2 separate regions of the Sus scrofa genome follow, and region 1 is linked to region 2. Evidence: chromatin contacts called from public HiChIP or PLAC-seq data. All regions are on one chromosome and are shown on one strand. The core of a region is the stretch at or near the end of the contact, and the rest is flanking DNA. Distances in the headings are between cores, read along the strand shown.

What was found. HiChIP or PLAC-seq counts read pairs in DNA pulled down with a chosen protein or histone mark.
Region 1: a contact with region 2 is called in an H3K27ac HiChIP or PLAC-seq map of alveolar macrophages. The contact joins the enhancer-like site here to the promoter of ERCC1 in region 2. A contact is called at or near these places in 2 of 5 promoter capture datasets (fetal liver and fetal skeletal muscle), 33 of 47 Hi-C or Micro-C datasets (adipose tissue, alveolar macrophages, blood and 16 more) and 2 of 2 datasets of contacts at active chromatin or transcription factors (alveolar macrophages and skeletal muscle).

The regions. Positions count from the first base shown.
Region 1 is chr6:51,852,052-51,858,035 of Sscrofa11.1, forward strand. It overlaps RTN2 (reticulon 2), which reads right to left. Exons shown (of 10, transcript NM_001129960.1): 8 at 5,869-5,915; 9 at 4,575-4,633; 10 at 3,793-4,290. The coding sequence ends at 4,209. It also overlaps the pseudogene LOC110261356. Among named protein-coding and RNA genes, the nearest start is that of RTN2, 9.7 kb to the right of the region's middle. Within about 2 kb of position 3,965, at least 69 of the 83 cell types and tissues checked have an H3K27ac peak or open chromatin away from gene starts, as enhancers often do. A contact at or near this core is called in adipose tissue, alveolar macrophages, brain and 8 more, where this site is marked.
Region 2 is chr6:51,795,682-51,801,182 of Sscrofa11.1, forward strand. ERCC1 (ERCC excision repair 1, endonuclease non-catalytic subunit) reads right to left here and starts at 2,877. Exons shown (of 9, transcript NM_001159309.1): 1 at 2,627-2,877; 2 at 686-901. The coding sequence starts at 2,719.

The DNA.
Region 1 (5,984 bases), core at 2,715-5,214, 57 kb after region 2:
CTAGTCTGGGAATCACATGCCTCGAGAGCGGCCCTGGAAAAGACAAAAAAAAAGTTTGAAGGATGAATGCAAGAAATATGATCACTATCCTTCTCTGAGTCTCCGTTTCCTCCTCCGGAAAACAAGACTAATGCAACTAAGAGGTCACAAAGAGCAGATGGATGTAAAAGCCTGGCATGCACCGCAGCGAAATAAGAAATCGCTTGGCTCATCCTCGACAACGGCTCTGGCATGTGCAAAGCTGGCTTTGCTAGGGATGACGCCCCCCAAGGCTGTGTTGCCTTCAGCATCGGCGCCGCTGCACCGGGGCATCACGGTGGGTATGGGGTAGAAGGAGAGTTACAGGGGCGATGAGGCCCAGAGCAAAAAGCACGTTATCCTGATCCTCATGTACCCGGATCGACCTCGGTGTCATCACCGACTGGGACAACTTGGAGAAGATCAGCACCACACCTACAAAGAAAGAGCTGCACGTGGCCCTGGAGGGGCACCCGGGCTACTGACGGAGGCCCACCTGAACCCAAGGCCAGCAGTGAGAAGATGACTCAGGTCTCACTCCAGACCTTTCAACACCCCGGCCACGTCCGTGGCCATCCAGGTTGTGCTCTCCCTGTACGCTTCCTGCCGCCGGGGACCGGGTCACCCACACGGTGCCCATCTAACAGGGGTACGCCTTCCCCCACGCCACCCTGCGTCTGGGCCTGTCTGGCCCGGACCTGACCGACTGACTACCTCATGAAGATCCTCAGCGGAGCGTGGCGACAGCTTCACCACTACGGCGGAGCTGGAAGAGGCGCGTGACGTCGGGGAGAAGCTCTGCCGTGTCACCCTGGACGTCGAGCAGGAGATGGCCACCGCGGCGTCCTCCTCTTCCCTGGAGAAGAGCTGCGAGCTGCCCGCTGGTCACGTGATCAACCCACCCAGCTACCTGCCGCTGCCGCCGCCAGGCGCGCTTCCGGTGTCCCGCCTTCCCGGGTCTGGAGTTGGGTAGCAAGCACGAGACGACCTTCAACGGCATTGCCTAGAGGACGTCGCCATCCAGAAGGACCTGTGTGCTAACGTGGTGATGCTGTCCGGGGGGACCTCCATATACCCCGGCATCGCCGACAGGATGCAGAGGGAGATCAGGGCTCCGGCCCTCAGCACGATGAAGGTCAAGATCATGACTTCCTCTGGAGCGGGAGGACTCAGTGTGGAAGGGGCTCCATCCTGGCCTCACTGTCCACCTTCCAGCTGATGTGGATCAGCAAGCAGAAGAATGACTAGCTGGCCACCCCCCCCCCCCCCCGTTGTCCACCAAAAATGCTTCTAAACCGACCAAAAGCAGATCCGTAGCATTTGCTGCGAGTGAATTCACCTCTTCCTCACCTCCTGAGACTGGGATAAGCCTGTGAAAGGAAATTTTGTCCCTGATGTTTGTATCTGATATCAGCACTGGATTGTGGCTGATTTTGACCTTGTATTCAAGTTAATTCTTCCCTTGGTATATGTTTAATACCCTGTGCATATCTTTTTTTTAATTAAAATTAAAAATTTTTTTCTTTATTTTATTTTTGCTGGTTAGGGCCACACTGGTTGCATATGGAGGTTCCCATGCCAGGGGTTGAAATAGGAGTTACAGCTGCCAGCCTACACCACAGCCACAGCAACACCAGAACCGAGGCAAGTCTGCGACCTACACCACAACCCACTGAGCAAGGCCAGGGATCGAACCCGCAACCTCATGGTTCCTATGGGATTCCCCACGACGGGAACTCCCCTGTGCATATCTTTGATCTAAATCCCCAATTACATGCAGCTCTGCCGTTTCACGGCTGAGGTGAGAAGGTGGTTACTGAAGAGAAGTCTGTTGATGGGATGAGAATCTGGTAGACCACGAGTCTCTTGATCTGTGCAGGGTATTAATATGTAAAAGCTGCCTATTTCAGGATTTCTCTAGAAGCTGGCAAGAGTTTGAACTGGTTGTCATTTCTGTCTTGTTGGGTCCGACAGGGTTGGGAAGGTCCAATGGGACCTGCTTTCCTCTCTTACCCAAAGTTTTCCCACCAGAACACCGTGGGTTTCTACTTGCCTTGAACTGGAAAAGGCATTCATACCTGTGAATGTACTCATCTTTTTAATTTATGGAAGGCTTTTGTACACAACTCTCAATTCTTTGAGAAGGGACAACAAATTTTGCTTTTTTACTGTCATTTGAGAACATTAGGCCCCAGCAACTCATCATTGTGAGCAATTAAAAGTACGGCAGTAAAGATAAATAAAATAAAATAAAATTAAATTAAAAGCCCAGCATGGTGCCAGGCAACCGGGAGTTACACAATAAAGGCCATTTCCATCTCCAACCTGTTTCCTGTGTCCCGGGGGGGAAGCCCTGCCCTTCGTGGACCCAAATCTCAGCCAGTCCCTCTTTCTCTATCCTTTGATATGGACAAATGGACACTGTCCTATGGAGAGTGTGAATAAAAGAATCTTAGGAGGAGATCTTTTGTGGTGTACTGGGTTAAGGATCTGGCATTGTCACTGCAGTGCCTTGGGTCATTGTGGTGCACGTTTGAGCCCTGGTCAAGGAACTTCCTCATGCCACAGGCACAGGGCCCCCCTCCCCACTCCCGCAAAAAAAAAAAAAAAAAAAAAAGACTCTTTAGGAAATGTTGCTATATATTTATTTGGAAGGACTTTTTTTTTTTTTTTAGGGCCACACCTGCAGCATATGGGAGTTCCCAGGCTAGGGGGTCAAGTCAGAGCTGCAGCCGCCGGCCTACACCACAACCACAGCAAGGCCAGATCTGAGCTGCGTCTGGCGACCTACATCACAGCTCACGGCAAAGCTGGATCTTTAACCCACTGAGCAAGGCCAAGGATGGAACCTGCAACCTCGTGGATATTAGTTGGGTTTGTTACCACTGAGCCACAACAGGAACTCCTTTTTTTTTTTTTTTTTTTTTAATAAAAAAATTTAAAGGAAAAAATTAGGTAAATAGCAGAACAGGTGATATAAAGATCATCGAGGTCATGAGGAAAGGACTGAGGTTTGGGCAATATCACAGCTGACAAGAGCCACTTCTGTTTACTGGATGTTTATTCAGCGCTGAGGCCCTGTGACAAGGGCTTTACATGTAAGTAGCTTATGTCAACAACTTTCCATGAGGCTTCAAGAGGTGAGGTCCCTTGCTCAAGGTCATGCAGCCAAAAAGTAGCGAAGCTGATCCAGATCCAGGTCTGCAGGGCTTTAGACACCAGTCTCCTGCCTCCTTCTCCCCATTTAGTTTTGGAATCTGAAGCCCTGTGCTTATTCCCAAGGCAGGTGGAACGGAGAGAAGTGAGTGACGGGAAAAGTTAGAGAGAGAGAAGGGACATGGCTTCCTGACAGATTAGATGTGGGGGGTGAGGGAGTAGGAGTCCAAGGAGGGCCATACCCAGGTCCCTGGCCACGTGACAACGTGGGCAAGAGGGGACGTCCCTGAGTTGGAAATCAGGTGGGACCAGGGAAGCGTTTGGATATGTTTGCCAGAGCAGTGGTCTAGAAGGCAGCTGGATACATGGGTCTGGGACTCAGGTGAGATGGCTGCACAGCAGGCAGAGCGTGGGGATCGACTCGTGATGTCTGCCTGGCACTCAGGAAGGGTAAGAGGCTGTCAAGGCTTGGCTAGCCCTGGGGTCGGCCATGTCTCATGGCAGAGGGGAAGTTTCTTCTTCCGCAGAGATGTAGAGAGTTCCTCGAGTATCCCTCAGGTGCTTTTCAGTGCAGGAAGGTGAAAGCCAGAGGGGGCTGGAAGCACAGGAAGCCTTGGGTTTTCCACAGAAGTCTTTATTACAGTGTAAATCCAAGCTCAGGCCTCCCCTGGGCCCCATGCAAAGCCCCAGCGTCAGGGCTAGTGGTGCCCAGGAGACACCAACCCCTCACTGCGCCTCCAGCGGCGAGGTCACAGAAGTGCGGGGCGGGCGCCCTATCTAGGCAACTACAAGCCCCAGTAGGCCCCGCGGCCAAGATGCCTCGCCTTTCCTGGACTCCTAGAGCAGAGCCTCTTGGGAAATGTAGTCCTGGCCGCTCAGGCAAGTTGCGCAAACTCCCTGGTGTGAGGGATCCTGGCACCCACCGGGAAACGGCTCGGGCTGAGGCGGGGAGAGGGTGGGGATAGAAGGGACACGGAGGGGGCAGAGGGCTAAAGGGGGTGGGGGCAGGCGTCCCGCAGGCAGAGACACCCTTTTCATTCGGCTTTGGCTTTGGATCCGGAGACTGCGGCTGCTGCCGAGGCAAGGGCTCCGGTCCCTGGGATCTTAGCTCGGATCCTGGAGGAGAAACAGGTGGAGTCAAGGGGTGTGGCAAGAGACCGGAGAAGTATCAGAGGACTAAGCGCAAAACAGGATGGAGGAACAGAGTACCCAAGCCAGCCCCTGCCCTCCACCTACTGGTCTCCGATGGAACTGACACTGACGTTTCTTGAAGGAGATAATCTGCCTTAGGAGATTTAGGGTCAGGCAATATGGGGTGGGGTGGGAGGTAGGGGCGCCTGGGGAAAGCGTTCTCAAGTTTCCCCATTCCCCACCCATCCTTCTCCACCACATGCCCTTACTTAGCTTTGATGTGGCTCAACTGATTGGTCACCAATCCCACATACTGGTCAATCTGGGCCTGGGGAGACCAAGAAAGGGTGAAGGGAGAGAATGGAGGGGGTTCTCCCTAATTCATTAAGGAAGCTGCTTCCTCCCCAATCCCCACATCAGGAGCTGGGGGGAGTGGCCCACTCTGCCACCTTGAGACCTAATAAGGTACGCTTGGAAGTCAGAAGTTCAAGTTGAAGTGTCAAGTCAGATGGGACCACGCTCTGTGTGGGAAGTGATGGCACGAGAATTTGCTAGCGAGTTTGTGTCCTGGGCACTGTTGCTAATTTTGAGTGGGTTGTGTGTGCGTGTATGTGTGGGTGTGTTTAGGGGCAGTGGGAGAGTAGAGGGCATGAGTGTTGGTTGTCGAGTCGCTGAGTGGATTGGTTTAAATACTAGTTTGATTCACACTATTACTTGATTTTGTGAGTCTTGCTGATTCCAGCACCTGAAGGAGTTAGTAAGGACTATCTCCCTGGCAGGGACGGGCAGCATTTGGCTCTCAGCTGTGCTAGAGAATGTCAAAAATGGAATGTCAGTCCATCTGCCCATCTCTGAATAGAATACATGTCAGTTGGCCCTGGTTCTGTCAGTGATCTGGGTAGCAGACATCCCACCTGATTTAACTGAGATGTCAGTCCCTCGCAGTTTCAGGGAGTCAGGGCATCCTGATTGGCTGGGAAGGGTGTCAGTCAAACCCAGACTATGTGTAGGGATAGATGACATCAGTCTGTCTGTCTGTCTGCAAATGGAATATGTGTTTGTCAGTCTCTGGGGGTAGTATGAGGGGCAACAGGGGCTATCAGGGTATGAGGAGAAGGCATTCATCTGCCCACTGACTGCAGGCTAGCCTGAGTGTCAGGGACAGAAGACACCAGTCAGGCTGCCTGTCTGTAGCTAGGACATGTCAAGTCAGACCTTGGATCGTGGCTGGGGAGGAGCATCGGTTCAGCCACCTGCTTTGGGCTGGGGTGTGTCACTCAGATCCTGGCTGTCATGGGACACCAATCGAAATGGCTGTCTCTGGCTGTGGCGACACATTAAAGACTCTAGCTGCAGGGAGGAGGGGCAGTGGGTAGACCACCTGTGCCCCGCCAGGGCATGTGTCAGTCAGACCCTGGCTGTGGCGGGGTGGGAGCACCAGCTGGTCCTCCTGTCTCTGGCTGGGACATTTGTCATGGACCCTGGCAGGGGGGCGGGGCCGGGGGCAGTCAGATCACCCGTGTTTGGCGGGACTAGCGCCACCTGAGTGCCTGTCGCACTCACCTGGTGCTGCCGGTACAGCAGAGGGACTGTGAATAAACCGATCACTCCTGCGGGAACAGAGATGGGGGTCAGGGTTCTCCCGGGAGATGAATGGGTCCATGCAGAGCTCTGTCCCC
Region 2 (5,501 bases), core at 1,627-4,126:
AACAGGAACTTCCATTTTAATTTTTAAAGGATTATTATTATTATTTTTGTATTGTCTTTTTAGGGCCACACCTGTGGCATATGGAGGTTCCCAAGCTAGGGGTCTAATCGGAGCTGCGGCCACCAGCCTACGCCAGAGCCACAGCAACGCGGGATCTGAGCTGCGTCTGAGACCTACACCACAGCTCATGGCAACGCCAGATGCTTAACCCACTGAGCAAGGCCAGGGATCGAACCCGCAACCTCATGGTTCCTAGTCAGATTCGTTAACCACTGCACCACGACGGGAACTCCTTAAAGGACTATTTTGTCCACTTCACACCACTAGAATGACCCAAATCCAAAAGACAGACAATGACAAATGGTGAGGAAAAGATGAAAGTGGGACCTTCATCCCCTGATGGTGGGAATGTAAAATGATGCAGCCTTGGAGTTCCCATTGTGGTTCAGCGGGTTAAGAACACAACTAGTAGCCATGAAGACTCAGGTTGGATCCTGGGCCTTGCTCAGAGCTGTCACTGTTGTGGCTTGGGTTACTGCTGTGGCCCAAGCTCAGTCCCTGGCCCAGGAACTGCCATATGCTGCAGGCATGGCCGAAGGAAGAAGGAAGAAAGAAAGAAAGTCATTCCTATAATGGTTTTTCCCACACAAACCCCAAAGCCCCACTTCTCCATCCCCCTCCTCACCTGCCGGGGGCTCACAATGATGCTGTTGGATTTTGCTCCTGGTTTGGGAGCCTGGTTGGGGGTCTCTCCTGCCAGGGGTTCTGGCCCCGTGGGGTGTGTGGCTCCAGCCCCTCCTGGAGGTCCTGAGATGGCGTACTCAGCATAGGTCTGCGGGGCCGGCTGGGGTGGGGTCTCCACGGTGGGCAGGCTCCGTGTGCATTTGAATAAGGGCTTGGCCTGTGGGAAGAAATGCGAGAGGACACACAAAAATCTCCCCACCTCTTCGGCATCTACCCGGGTCCCAGCCACCATCTTCTCTCCTTTGGACCACTGCAGTCCCTCCGAATCAGCTCCCAGCCTCTGCCCTTTCCCCCCACAGCCTGCTCCCCACAGAGTCATATCACGTCCCTCCTCTGCTCAGAGCCCTTAAGTGGCTCCTGCCTCAGAGCAAAACCAAAGCTGTCACCACAGCCCTCGAGACTCTTAAAGATCTGTCCCTGCCCCCTTGCCTCAGGGATCTCATGCCTGGCTACCTCTTCTCCCTGGCTTTCTCTACTCCAGCCCCACTGCCTCCTTGCAGCCCTACAACTTATCAGGTTCTCTCTGACCTCAGGGCCTTTGCACTGGCTGTTCCCTCTCCCCTCTGACGTCACATAGCTCATTCTCTTATCTCTTGCACATCCCTGCACAGGCATCATCTCCTCCAAGAAGCCCTCCCTTGACTGTTTCAAGGTAGCTCTTCTCCCCATCACACCCTATATCCTTAGCCTACCTTCTTTTTCTTTATTGCACATAGGTAGCAGCCAGTACTTAGCTGTGGGAATGAGATCCTTTATTTACCAAAAGAGGTCAAAGGTCCAGACTTTACTTTTTTTATTTTATTTTTTGTCTTTTGTCTTTTTAGGGCCACACCCGCTGCATATGGAGGTTCCCAGGCTAGAGGTCGAACCGAAGCTGTTGCTGCTGGCCTACACCACAGACACAGCAACACCAGATCTGAGCCGCATTTGTGACCTACACCACAGCTCACAGCAACGTGGGATCCTTAACCCACTGAGTGAGGCCAGGGATCAAACCTGCAACCTCATGGTTCCTAATCGGATTCATTTCCACTGCGCCACAACAGGAACTCCTCAAAGGTGCAGACTTTAAAAAAAAAAAACTTTCAATTATTCTTTTTTTTTTTTTTAATGGCCGCAGCCACTTTATATGGAAGTTTCCAGGCCAGGGACTGAATCTGAGCCAAAGCTGCAGTAATGCGAAATTCCTTTCACCCACTGCATCCAGTCTGGGATCCAACCCGCACCTCCAAAACGACCCTAGCTGCTGCCGTCCTGTTCTTAACCCCCTGCGCCACAGCGGGAACTCCGAACCTTCCAATTCTTTTTTTTTTTTTTTTTTTTTGTCTTTTTGCCATTTCTAGGGCCACTCCGGTGGCATATGGAGGTTCCCAGGCTAGGGGGCGAATCGGAGCTATAGCTGCCAGCCTACACCACAGCCACAGCAACGCGGGATCCGAGCCACGTCTGCAACCTCTACACCACAGCTCATGGCAGCGTCAGATCCTTAACACACAGAGCAAGGCTAGGGATCAAACCCACAACCTCATGGTTCCTAGTCGGATTCGCTAACCACTGAGCCACGACAGGAACTCCTCCAATTCTTAAATATCAGCAATGAATTCATGCCTTGCAGAACCAGGGTGCTGGCTGCATAAACCATATCGCAGGACTATTGCCCAGCTGCCAGTTTGTGGCCTCTGCCTTAGCGCTCCTGACCATGACATTTTACAGGTAGAGAAAATGAGACTTGCAGAGGGCAAAGGACTGTTTTCTCAAGGTGACCCAGGCCCCAACACTTTCTAACCCACACTGTGGTCCCAAAGGCCCCATCCTGTCCCCCTTTCTCCGCAGACCGCCCCCCTCCAAGCCTCCTAGCAGTCCCTTCATCTCCTAGTCCTACCCCAGGAGGAGGGACTTCATCCTCGTCCAGTGGTATGACGAATTTCTTCCTTGTGGGTGAGGCAGCCGGCTTCTGGCCTCCCTCTTCGTCCATCGCAAGGTCCTTCTGGGGTCTGAAAATGAAGGCGTAGCATCGGCAGCAAGTACGAGATCGGCATTCCCATCACCCCGGGAGGAACACCCAGTCACAGCCATCCCCACTCCGAAATCCCAGGAGTCCATACGGTCCAGCTCCAGACACCTTGCGCGCAGTATCTCGAAGGCCCCGCCCCATCGATCCACCCACCACCTCCGGCTCGCCCCGCCCCTTACGGAGCCTCTCTTTCCGTTTGCCTCGCGCCTCAGAGCCCCTACTTTTTTATTCGCCCCGCCCTCACGGTTCTCCGCCTTCCGTTTGCCAGGTGCGACCACACTGTCCCCGACCCTCCGACCGCCCTGCCCCCTCAAGGCTCGCACCTGGATGCCCTCCCCTCGCCCCATCTCCTCCATCACTCAGCCACTGAAACGGCTGATTGGCTTCTGCGGCTGCCACTCGCCACAGGCTATCTCCACCCGCCGCACCTCTAGCCCCAGTCCTGTGGTCGCAGCACCCCGAGGACTCACCTCCTAGGCCCTGAGCATTGGGAAGACTGGAGGGAGATCGAGGCGTCCCACCGCCGGCGCGGCCAGCGCGGCCCCGGGCTCGCTGCACTTCCGGCCTCTCTAGCCCTCCAGCCAACTCCCAACGTTCCCCTAAGGGTGAGAGCATCGAGAGGGGCGTTCCCCGCGCAGCTCTCTATGGTTTTGGAGGACTGCTGAGTTTGGGGTTGGAGAGAGCCCACTGCCTCTGGGTCTGAGCATCTCTCGATGCCAAGCAGTTTGCTTTCAGTGCCCTTATTGAACGCTTCTTGTGTGCCCGGACTCTGGACAGGGCTTAGCGAAGAAGAGATGGCGGGCTATCAACCACACTAGGTTCCTCTCTCAGGACAGACTTGGGTTTGAATCCCAGCTTTGTCATTGACTTGACCTGTTTCCCCCTTCATTCATTCCCTTATTCCACACATATTCCTGGAGGGCCTTCCTGTTCCCAGCCATGTGTGAGGCAGTGCTAGCGACACATCGGTGACCCATCATAACGTTAGCTCCGCTCTGCCCTCCTGGAGCTTACAACGCATTTTTAGGGGCAGACCTGTTCCCAAACCGCGACAAACCAGGGTGGGCAGGGCTGAGATAGGAGACCCCAGAGGGCCAGGGAGGAGGTGGCGAGGGGGTCACGTAACCCAGCCAGAACGCCAGGAAGAGCTTCCTAGAGGAAAGGACATCTGGGCAGAGACCTGGTTGATGAGTTAGTATTAGTCATTTCCTGAAAGGATAGTATCACGCTGTTCTAACTAGCAACTCTCTCATTACTAAGAAGAGAGAACACTTTTTTGTGAGTTTATTGGTCTTAAACACTTTGTTTTCTGTGAGTTGCTTGCTCATATCCTTTGCCCATTTTTTTCATGGGGTTTTATGCCTTTTTTATTACTGTTCATTTGTAGGAGTACTTTACAGATTCCAATTCTAATTGTTAGTTACATATGTTCCAAATGCATCCTTATGGTTTGCATTTTATAATTTATCTTTGTCACACAGAAGTTCTTAGTGTTGAGAGTTCCCATCGGGACTCGGTGGTTAACAAATCTGACTCGCATTCATGAGGACACAGGTTCGATCCCTGGCCTCGCTCAGTGGGTTAAGGATCTAGCGTTGCTGTGAGCTGTGGTGTAGGTCGCAGACAAGGCTCAGATCCAGCGTTGCTGTGGCTGTGGCGGAAGCCAGCAGCTGTAGCTCTGATTCGACTCCCAGCCTGGGAAGCTTCATATGCTGCAGGGTGCGGCCCTAAAAAGCAAAAAAAGAAGTTCTTAGTGTTTATTTGCACCTATTTATCAATCTCTTCCATCCTGACTCACTTTTGGTGTGTTTAAGAGACTCTGCATACCTCAAGTTCATAAATAAAGTCAATTATTACTTTTAATACTTTACTAGTTTTGATTTTGTTTCTATCTTTAATCCATATGAGCCTTTTAGTTTATTCTATTCTATTTTATTTTATTTTTGGTCTTGCCTATGGCAAGCAGAAGCTTGGGCCAGGGATCAAACCCACACAGGAAAGACAACACCACATCCTTTAACCGCTAGGCCACCAAGGAACTTCCCCAATACTATTTATTTTAAGAGTCAGTTCTGCTCCCAATTTTGAGATTCCACCTTTATCATGAGCCAAATTCCCACATACACACAGATCTATCTCTGCTGTTTCTATCATGTTCCATTGATCTCTGCATCTGTGCCTTGCCTCCATGCCAAACTGTTTAATTACTTTATTTAGATGTATTTTGATATCAACAAGGCAAGACCCCCCCACCTCTGTTCAGTTTCAAATCTGTCTTTACCATTCTTGTCCATTTTCTCTTCCAGATGGATTTTAGCAGCTGCTTTTCTAGTTCTCTGAAAAATCCTATTGGGCCCAAGATTGGAATTGCACTGAACTGATGGATTAATTACAAGGAAATTGAGGAGTTCCCATCCTGGCTCGGTGGTTAACGAATCCGACTAGGAACCCTGGCCTTGCTCAGTGGGTTAAGGATCCCGCGTTGACATGAGGTGTAGCGTGGGTCACAGACGCAGCTCAAATCCCGAGTTGCTGTGGCTGTGGCGTAGGCCGGCGGCTACAGCTCTGATTAGACCCCTAGCCTGGGAACCTCCATATGCCACAGGAGCGGCCCCAGAAAAGGCAAAAAGACAAATAAATAAATAAATAAATAAAAATTTTTAAAATTTGAGTTCCCGTCGTGGCTCAGTGGTTAATGAATCTGACTAGGAACCATGAGGTTGCAGGTTTGATCCCTGGCCTT